Regions from separate parts of the Mus musculus genome. Here region 1 is linked to region 2. The links are chromatin contacts, called in public promoter capture Hi-C maps. All regions are on one chromosome and are shown on one strand. Each heading gives the region's core, a stretch centred on a gene start, on an enhancer-like site or on the middle of the called end of the contact. The rest is flanking DNA. Distances are from core to core; before and after follow the strand shown. Region 1 holds the start of Hsf2 (heat shock factor 2). Region 2 holds the start of Cep85l (centrosomal protein 85-like).

The links. Promoter capture Hi-C pulls out the DNA fragments that hold promoters and counts their contacts.
Region 1: a contact with region 2 is called in a promoter capture Hi-C map of pre-B cells, with 4 times the contacts expected there. The contact joins the promoter of Hsf2 here to the promoter of Cep85l in region 2. A contact is called at or near these places in 2 of 39 promoter capture datasets (liver and pre-B cells).

The regions. Positions count from the first base shown.
Region 1 is chr10:57,484,094-57,488,283 of GRCm38.p6, forward strand. Hsf2 (heat shock factor 2) reads left to right here and starts at 2,292. Exons shown (of 12, transcript NM_008297.3): 1 at 2,292-2,508. The coding sequence starts at 2,416. It overlaps 4930467K11Rik (RIKEN cDNA 4930467K11 gene), which reads right to left and starts at 2,260. Exons shown (of 4, transcript NR_045353.1): 1 at 2,090-2,260; 2 at 946-981; 3 at 45-274.
Region 2 is chr10:53,378,571-53,382,488 of GRCm38.p6, forward strand. Cep85l (centrosomal protein 85-like) reads right to left here and starts at 1,313. Exons shown (of 13, transcript NM_001204983.2): 1 at 939-1,313. The coding sequence starts at 1,011. It overlaps Gm46225 (a long non-coding RNA gene), which reads right to left. Exons shown (of 3, transcript XR_001779770.2): 2 at 2,892-2,999; 3 at 2,016-2,154.

The DNA of each region.
Region 1 (4,190 bases), core at 1,042-3,541, 4.1 Mb after region 2:
TTATACACACAAGCATACATATGGGATTAATTAGAGTTGCTTACAGGCAAGTCCAACGATGGCTGTCTATGTCTGTGGAGTCCAAGAATTCATTAGTTGTTCAGTCCTTGAAGCTGAATGTCTTAGCTGTTCTTCAGTTTATTTTGGACTCCAAGGTATGAAGTTGCCAGCAAAAGCAAGAGCAAGCAGGGAAAACAGCAAGTGCTTCCTTCTTCCATATTCTATTCAGGCTGCCAGCAAAAGTTTTGGCCCAGATTTAAGGTGGATCTTCCTGCTGCAAAAGATCTGGATTTAGGGTGCATCTTTCCACCTAAGATTATTCAATCAAGAAACCCCCCTCATTGGTGTACCCAGCCACTTGGGTTTTTATTAAATTCCAGATGTAGTCAACCTGACAAACAAGAAGAGTCGTCATAAATTCTGTGTGGAATTCTGCTTGTCCCTGCAGGCTAAGCACATGACAGAGCTAACAGCATGCCAGAATTAATAGAGACGTGAAAGAATATGAATTCTTCTTACCTGCAGTACAGCTACCAAGTGTGACAAAGACATGAACAGAGATTGACAATGAGTGGACAGGACGATGGTCATGGGATCACAAAAGATCTGTGCCATTATAACAGGGCAGGACTTATTCTAGAAACATGGGACACCATTGGGTAGTTTCCAGTCTGGAAGTGGCTGTTTAGATTTGTAAGCATGCAGTGACGGACCAGAAGAGGAAACGCTTTCCTAGGGCTTTATCTGCTGTAACTACAGCAGGATTTTCACTGCCATTTTCTCTGTGAGGCTCTGGGACTGAAAATATTCCCAAACTGAGGTAAAGCAACCCATCATCGCATTGGAATGTGCTTGGAAACTTCTAGCTAACCCACTCTGGGAATCTGGCTACAGAGTTGGTTCTGATTAGCTTTGTGTAACTGGTTGAATAGAATTTGTACCAACCTGAATCAGACCCTTTGAAGCTTCCTCTTTGGGTTGCTGTGAGGATTAAATAGGATAAGACATGCAAAGCCCTTGTCACATAAGACCTCATCAAATATTAGTCTTTTTTTTTAAAATCACAGTTACCCCATCATATATCCCCATCATATATCCAAACAGTGCTGTATGACTGTGTTCAGTATATGCTTACTGAAAAAGTTGTCTGTCTGTCTATCTATCTATCTATCTATCTATCTATCTATCTATCTATCTATATTTCTTGCCATTAGCCCAGGATACCTGGAGCTCACTATTTAACCCAGGTTGACCTCCACTGCTCCACAGTTCTACCTCAGCCTCCAGAGTGCTTGACTTACAGATTCCAGACACTATGATCAGCTATTAAGTAACAAACAAAACAAAACAACAACAAAAAAAGTTTTTTAAAAAATCTTTTTTTCAGAGATCCACGTTATTATAGCTACTCTTCACGGGTAGAAAGTCTTATTGTCAATGAAGAAATGGGAAATTTCGCTCAAGAAGCTGTTCCGAATCACATTTTGCCTGAGGAAACCCCTGTGAGGTACATGCAGAACAATCATTTTGACTCAGATACTCTAAAACTAGACTCGTTGCTTTTGAACTGGGCTTATGACAGGCACCTGATGCTTGCTGAGTTGAGAAAAGCATATAAGATGCTCTTAACAGATGCTGGCTCCTAATAGTACACACACACACACACACACACACACACACACACACACACAATAGCAAGTACTTCACAAATAGGGAACTATTATTCATGCTTCAGGTTTTGATAAAACTGTCCTTAAATGAGCTATTTTTCTCCCCATGAAAAATGTATAGAAAAGCTCATTGTCTTTAAGATAGTTTCAACCAGGGGCCTAGCACATCTGCTCACAAGCAGCTCACTGCCCCATGTGATGTATTCCTTCCTTTAGATTGGAGCAAATTACTCTTCGCCGGTCAAACTTATGAGTCAACTGCCCTTGGGCTTCTCTGCACTCTGCCAGCCACAGCCGGTGCACCCAAACCCTTTCCATGCGAATCCACTAAACAAGGTTTCCCTGGACCCAATATCATTCCCTAAGAGAGTACCCTGCCTAAAAGGTAACAGAGAAGGCTGAACCACTCTTGGGCCCACCCCTCCTCGCGGCAGCAGCCAATCGCTTTGCTCTGTAGTGCATCCGAAGCCTTGGATTGGACTCGCTGAGACCGGGCGCGGGAGTAGAGCGCAGGGGTGGAGCGCGAAGCCTTGTCCATCACGTGCGGCCGCGGGGTCTCTCCGCCTTCACCGCGCGCCCCGCGGCGCCGAGGGGGCGGAGCCCGAGATCCGCCGCGCCTGCGTGGTGTGCGTTCCCCGGAGCAGCAGCTGCTGCCACCGCCGCTGCTGCCGCCGCCGCCGCCGCCGCCGCCGCTGCGACCTCCGCGTTCGGTAGTAGAATTTGGAATCCCTGCACCGGGCTAACAATGAAGCAGAGTTCCAACGTGCCGGCTTTCCTCAGCAAGCTGTGGACGCTTGTGGAGGAAACCCACACCAACGAGTTCATCACCTGGAGTCAGGTAGGGTCGGGGACGCGGTGGCCTCGGGTCCCCCTTGTCGAACCGGCTCGGCTCGGCTCGGCTCGTTTCGGCTCGGCTCGGCTGGGCTGGGTTGGGCTGGGCTGGGCTGGGCTCGGCTTCTCCCGCGGCCTGCGGCGGCGCGCGGCCTCCCCACCTCGCGCGGACCCCCGGCTTTGTGTGCGCGGCGAGCCGGGCCCCGCAGGCTCCGTTCTCCTCCGGCCGCGCGCCGTGGGGGAGGGGCGCCCTGGTAACGGTCCCGCCGGCCCGGGGAGCTCGGAACCGGCCCCGGCGGCGCGTTCTGCACACTCATCCTCAGTCGTCTGCTCGCCGCGGGGCGCGGAGGTCGCGGAGCCCCGGGAGAGCGGGCGAGCGGGCTAGTGAGCGAGCACAGGTCTTATCTAAAGAAATCACCTCCGCGGGGATTGCTTGCCCTGGCGTCTGGGATCTTTTATGATGATAATGGGAAAATGTGCAGACTCCGACTGCTCTTGCCTTGAGCTTTTAAATTTTATTTATGTATTTTATTTATGTAGTTTTAACATAGAAATTTCCCAGTTATTGTTTTGAGACTGGGTCGTTTCTTTAAAATAATTCAAGTAAAAGTGCCTGTAGACTATGCTTAGTAACTTAGCGGCTTGGAGTTAAAAACCGAGTCGTTAAATTTCACAGAATAGTTGCCGGCATAGTGGTTTGTGGTTGCCTTGATCAGTTTGATCCAGATCCTCCTTATAAATAAAGATGACCTTAATCAAGCCCGGTATCTTGCCTGGTCTAAGTTATGTGTTAGATTGATGCGTTGCCTAGGTGACCCAAGACCCCCTCCCCCCAGTTCCACACAAAGATTCTTTGCAGAGTGATTCTTTACATCACTTGTGCCTTTCCTTTGCTAGACTCGCAATGCTTGGATTGTTCAAATCTCTTCATGAAGGGGATCGGCTCCTCTTACTGGAGTTGATGACTTATTCAGGGTATTTTCATGTTCACAGTTTTTGAGATGAGTAAGTGGGAAATACCTAGCTATATGTCAAATAAATGTTATCTCCTCCGTTTCATTTGTGCCCTTTTCTGTTGTTAAAACTAGTTTTCACCCTTGCCTGCTTTTAGGAGGTAACAGCAATAGAATATACCTGATATTTGGACAACTATGTCACTGAATTTTTGCTGAGTATTAGTGCCAAGTTTTAAAAATTTCTTTCTAGGATTTAATTTTCGTGTGTATTGTCACATAGGTGCCCCACCCCCAACCCCTGCTGGTTGTGTAGACTAAGCAATTGATTAATTTGATACATTGGTACAAAGAAGTGAAAATAAAGAAAGGCAGCTAACCAGCATGAACTTAAAATAAACAGACGGCTCATGCTTTTCATCAGGCAGAAGGATTAAAGGTTGACGAGACCGGATCAGTGCAGACCGCTCCTCAGCTGTCTTTTAACATTAGAAACTGGACTGAAATAATTTCTTTCCCCCAACCAAGCTGAGGTCATTGAACGTGAATTTGCAAAAGGCCATTTATTTGTATTGTCTATAAGTTCTACACAAATGTATTGGCAATTGGTTCTAATTAAACAGTATTGTATAAGTGACCTGATAACTTCAATTAGCCAAAACATTTTAATAACTTTCTTGCCTTTTTTGATCGGTAAGGACTGTGGAGAATTTAAACTAGTGCATACGTGTGAATT
Region 2 (3,918 bases), core at 63-2,562:
CACAACATGAGGAACTTTTAAAGTTCGCAGCATTAGGGAGGTTGAGAACTACTGATAGTTTAGAATTTAAACTGTCACAGAATTTCATTGTTCAAAATTTCAGTAGCAATGTGCCTGCATGGTATCTTCAAAAAGGCAGAGAATACCACAAAAGGACTCCTACAAAATGCTTCTTTTCGAACAGTTTTGCAAAAGGTACACAACTGCCTCTAAGTTACACAAGTCAAGTTCTAACACTTTGTAGAACAGGGTTACCACCCATGGGTCCCCAAAATACCTAAATTTTTAGGAGAAATTCTGCGTACAAATAAGTAGCCCTTTTCTCTTGGGGGGTGGGGGGGAGAAGGAAAAAAATTTATGTATCTTTCAGCTTTTCAAAGGGGTTCATGATTCAGTTCAGATTAAAGAGCCCTTTAGACTGTCATCATTAGATAACTTGTCATGGTCAAGCCAACTCTTCTTGTTCTATTCCACGTTAGGGGAAGATTTATAATTCAGTGGCTCCTACACAACTTCTGGGTGATGCAGGCATGAAATGGTTGTCTGATTCTAACAGTCCCTACAACCACCACCGCAAAGCTGCAACCCCCCAGTTTCCCTGAGCCCCGTTTCGAAGGCGGCTGGGCTCTGATGGGACCCAGGAGAGCCCTGGCAGCCATGCGACCTGCTTTCTAAGAGCTGCCGCCCCCTCGGGGGTCTCAATCGGCGACCAAGTCCTCAGCAGCTTCTCTGGAGCAGTGGCTGCGGGCGACACTGCAGCGACCTTCCCGCCCGCGTCCCGCGTGGGGCAGCCACGCACACCACACGAGGGACAACAAAGCCCGGCCGAGCGGCCCAGAAGAGCCGAGTTGTCACCCCGCGGGGGTCGCAGGCCTTAGGGCGCGGACTCCGGAGAAGCCCTGGCGGCCGTCACCCCACCCGCCCGCAGTCCTCCTTACCCGCAGGGAAGCTGCGGGCCCCGCTGGGGCTGTCCCGGCCGCCAGCCTCCGGGGCCAGGAAACGGCCCCACATAGCGGGCGAGCGGGCGAGCCTGGAGCTCGGGGCCCGCGGTCGCCTCGGCTTCTGGGCGGAAACTTGAGCGGAGCCTGGGCCTCGGCAGCGCGGACCGGACCCGGGCGGGGGGCTTAACGGCTGTTCAGCGACGGCCCCGGAGCGCGGCGGCTGCCATGGCCCAGCCGGCTGCGCTGAGGCCCGGGCCGGGGAAGCTAGTAGCTCCCCGGTGACGGCGGCGCGATCGCAGGCTCCGGGGCTCAAAGCGAATCTGCAGCTGCGGCTTCTCTCAGCCCCCTCCGCCCGGCAGAACCTTAGGCAGCGGGCCGGGCCAGGACAGGCGGGGCCTGGATGGGGCTGGGGGCGGGGCCCAGAGGGCGGGGCCTCAAGGCGGGGCCTGGGACTCTTGGCGAACCAAAAACCTATTGCTAACAGCATGCGGGTGATCATCCTGAAGCCGCTCCCTACTTCTCCATCCTGTTACCTTCAAGCTGAGAGAGGGTCCATAATTTAATCCCAAACCCTGTCTTCCTATACGTGCTTTCTAGGGGCACAGTTGTTATAAAAGGTGCGAGTTGTCCCTGCAACCGCTTCAAGGGGCTGTGGGGCTAGCCATCTGACTCAGAATGGAGATCAGAATTAAAATTGTTGTCATGCGTTCCACAAGCACCGGTTATGGATCACGGTGGGAATAGAAAAGAGGACATCCCTGCCTCCCACATCTGCTCCACTTTATTTCCCACCCTTCCTAGGAACAGACATCCTGAGAAAAGACAAAGGAATACAGCATCCTCTTGCAATTACTCTTGTTGGCAATATAATCATTTGAATATTTAGATACAAACTAAACACTGTCAACCACTGTACAAGGAGGCAGTCTCAGCATGCCAATCAGAAGTAACCCAGACGATAAGTTCCTTAGGCTTTGAGTCCAGTGATGTTTTTCCTAATGTGGAAACTGCTAACAAAAGCTTAATATTGATGTATCCTCAAGTAAAATACTACTTAAAGCTTGTGAGGCTTACATTTAAAAATGTGTGCTATAACTCACCACATTTGCTGAAATGTACCAAACCGTGGTTATACATCTAGTCTCCTTCCTGTAGATCTGCAGATATTTCTCCAAATCTTCAGATGTTGGTCAACCGTCAAATGATTCTGATGCTAGAAGGTGACAGAAATATGAAAATATAACGAGATGGCTCTTTATCTGATCTAAAATGTATCTAATTATTTATTGACAGTTGAAAAGGATGGGGAAAAAAACATTAACAGTTCCACAAAGAAAAATATCGAAAGTAAAAATACTATATCTACAAATACATCTTTTCATAATTTGTAGTTTAACAAAAAGCCCAAATTCGCTGGAAACTTGATGTGTAACCCAGGCTGCCCTCAAACTCCTGGTTCTCCTGCTTTAGCCTCCTCTGTGCTTTCTAGAAAGAAAGAAAAAGGAGAAAGAAAGAAAGAAAGAAAGAAAGAAAGAAAGAAAGAAAGAAAGAAAGAAAGAAAGAGAGAGAGAGAGAGAGAGAGAGGAAGGAAGGAAGGAAGGAAGGAAGGAAGGAAGGAAGGAAGGAAGGAAGAAAGAAAGAAAGGGAGGGAGGGAGTAAGAAGGAAAGAAAGGTTCCGGTCGCTTAGAGATTCTTAAACATTTAAAACTCACAACCTCATAACCCCTTTTGTCCAAGAAACTTTTATACAACACTGGATGACTAGATAAATAAAATGGTGTTCAAGGCAAATGTTTGCTTATATTATAAATTTATTTTAATAAATTATTTATTACATATACAAATTTACCATTCATTAAAGATGAAAACACTCTGTATGCTAATGAGATAGATGCAATTCTTTACTTTCATATAAATGATTAAATGTTTGCACAGCATAGTAGTACATACCTGCAATCCCAGCACTTGATGGAAACCAATAAACCAGGAATCCAATTGAAACCTGGATTACAACATGAAGAGTTTAAGGCTAGCCTGAACTACATAATGAAGCCTTGTCTAGGAAAGAAGAGGAAAAATAAAGGAAAGAAGGAGGAAAATGAAGACATAGGTAAATATTTAAAAATGAAATTAATACCCAACAAATTTCTTTTTTTAAAAAATGTTAAAGACATTATTGAGTACATCTGGTAGGAGTTAGGGGGAAGAGTGGGGATGAATATAATCAAAAACCATTGCGTGAAATTTTTAAAGAAAAAATTATTTTATAAAGACATTGGTGCTGGACAGGTGGCTCAGCAGTTAAGAACTGGGATTAAATTCCTAACACCCACACAGGGCAGCTCACAATCACTTATAACTCCAGTTCTGATGCCCTCTTCTTGCCTCTGCACCATGGGGCACCTGTTCATACAGCCCAACACATGCACATAAACTAGTAAGAGATCTTTTAGATGAAAGATAAATGGTGCATTCATAAGGTTGGTTCGAATCTTGGGTTGAGCACTCTGATTTCCTTTACTTTTTTTTTTCCTTGAGGCACATTGGATTTTCTTACTTCTTTTTCCTTATTCAAACTTATCAGTTTGGACAAGCAGCAAGAAAGCTGAAAAAGGTTATAACAATGGGTAAAGGTGATTTTTTAATACTATCATAAAAATCTCATAATGTAAATGTCAATATCTATTCAATTTGCAAAACTATATATTTTATGAAACAAGATGAATAATATATAGGAAAAACTGTCAACAAAAAATAATTGCAACAGTTCCTCAAAAATGATTACCAGAATATTGACAAAGATGTATGGATGAAGTCTAAAATTTTTATAACTAGAAATGTCTGGTGTGTCAAGTTCATATCAATGACATAATTTGTAAGCTTTCCCACAAGAGAAATCACAAGTTATCAAATTTTGTTTACATTGTTATTGACTCAAATGATCATTCAACAATGAAAACTAAGAACACTTTTCTAA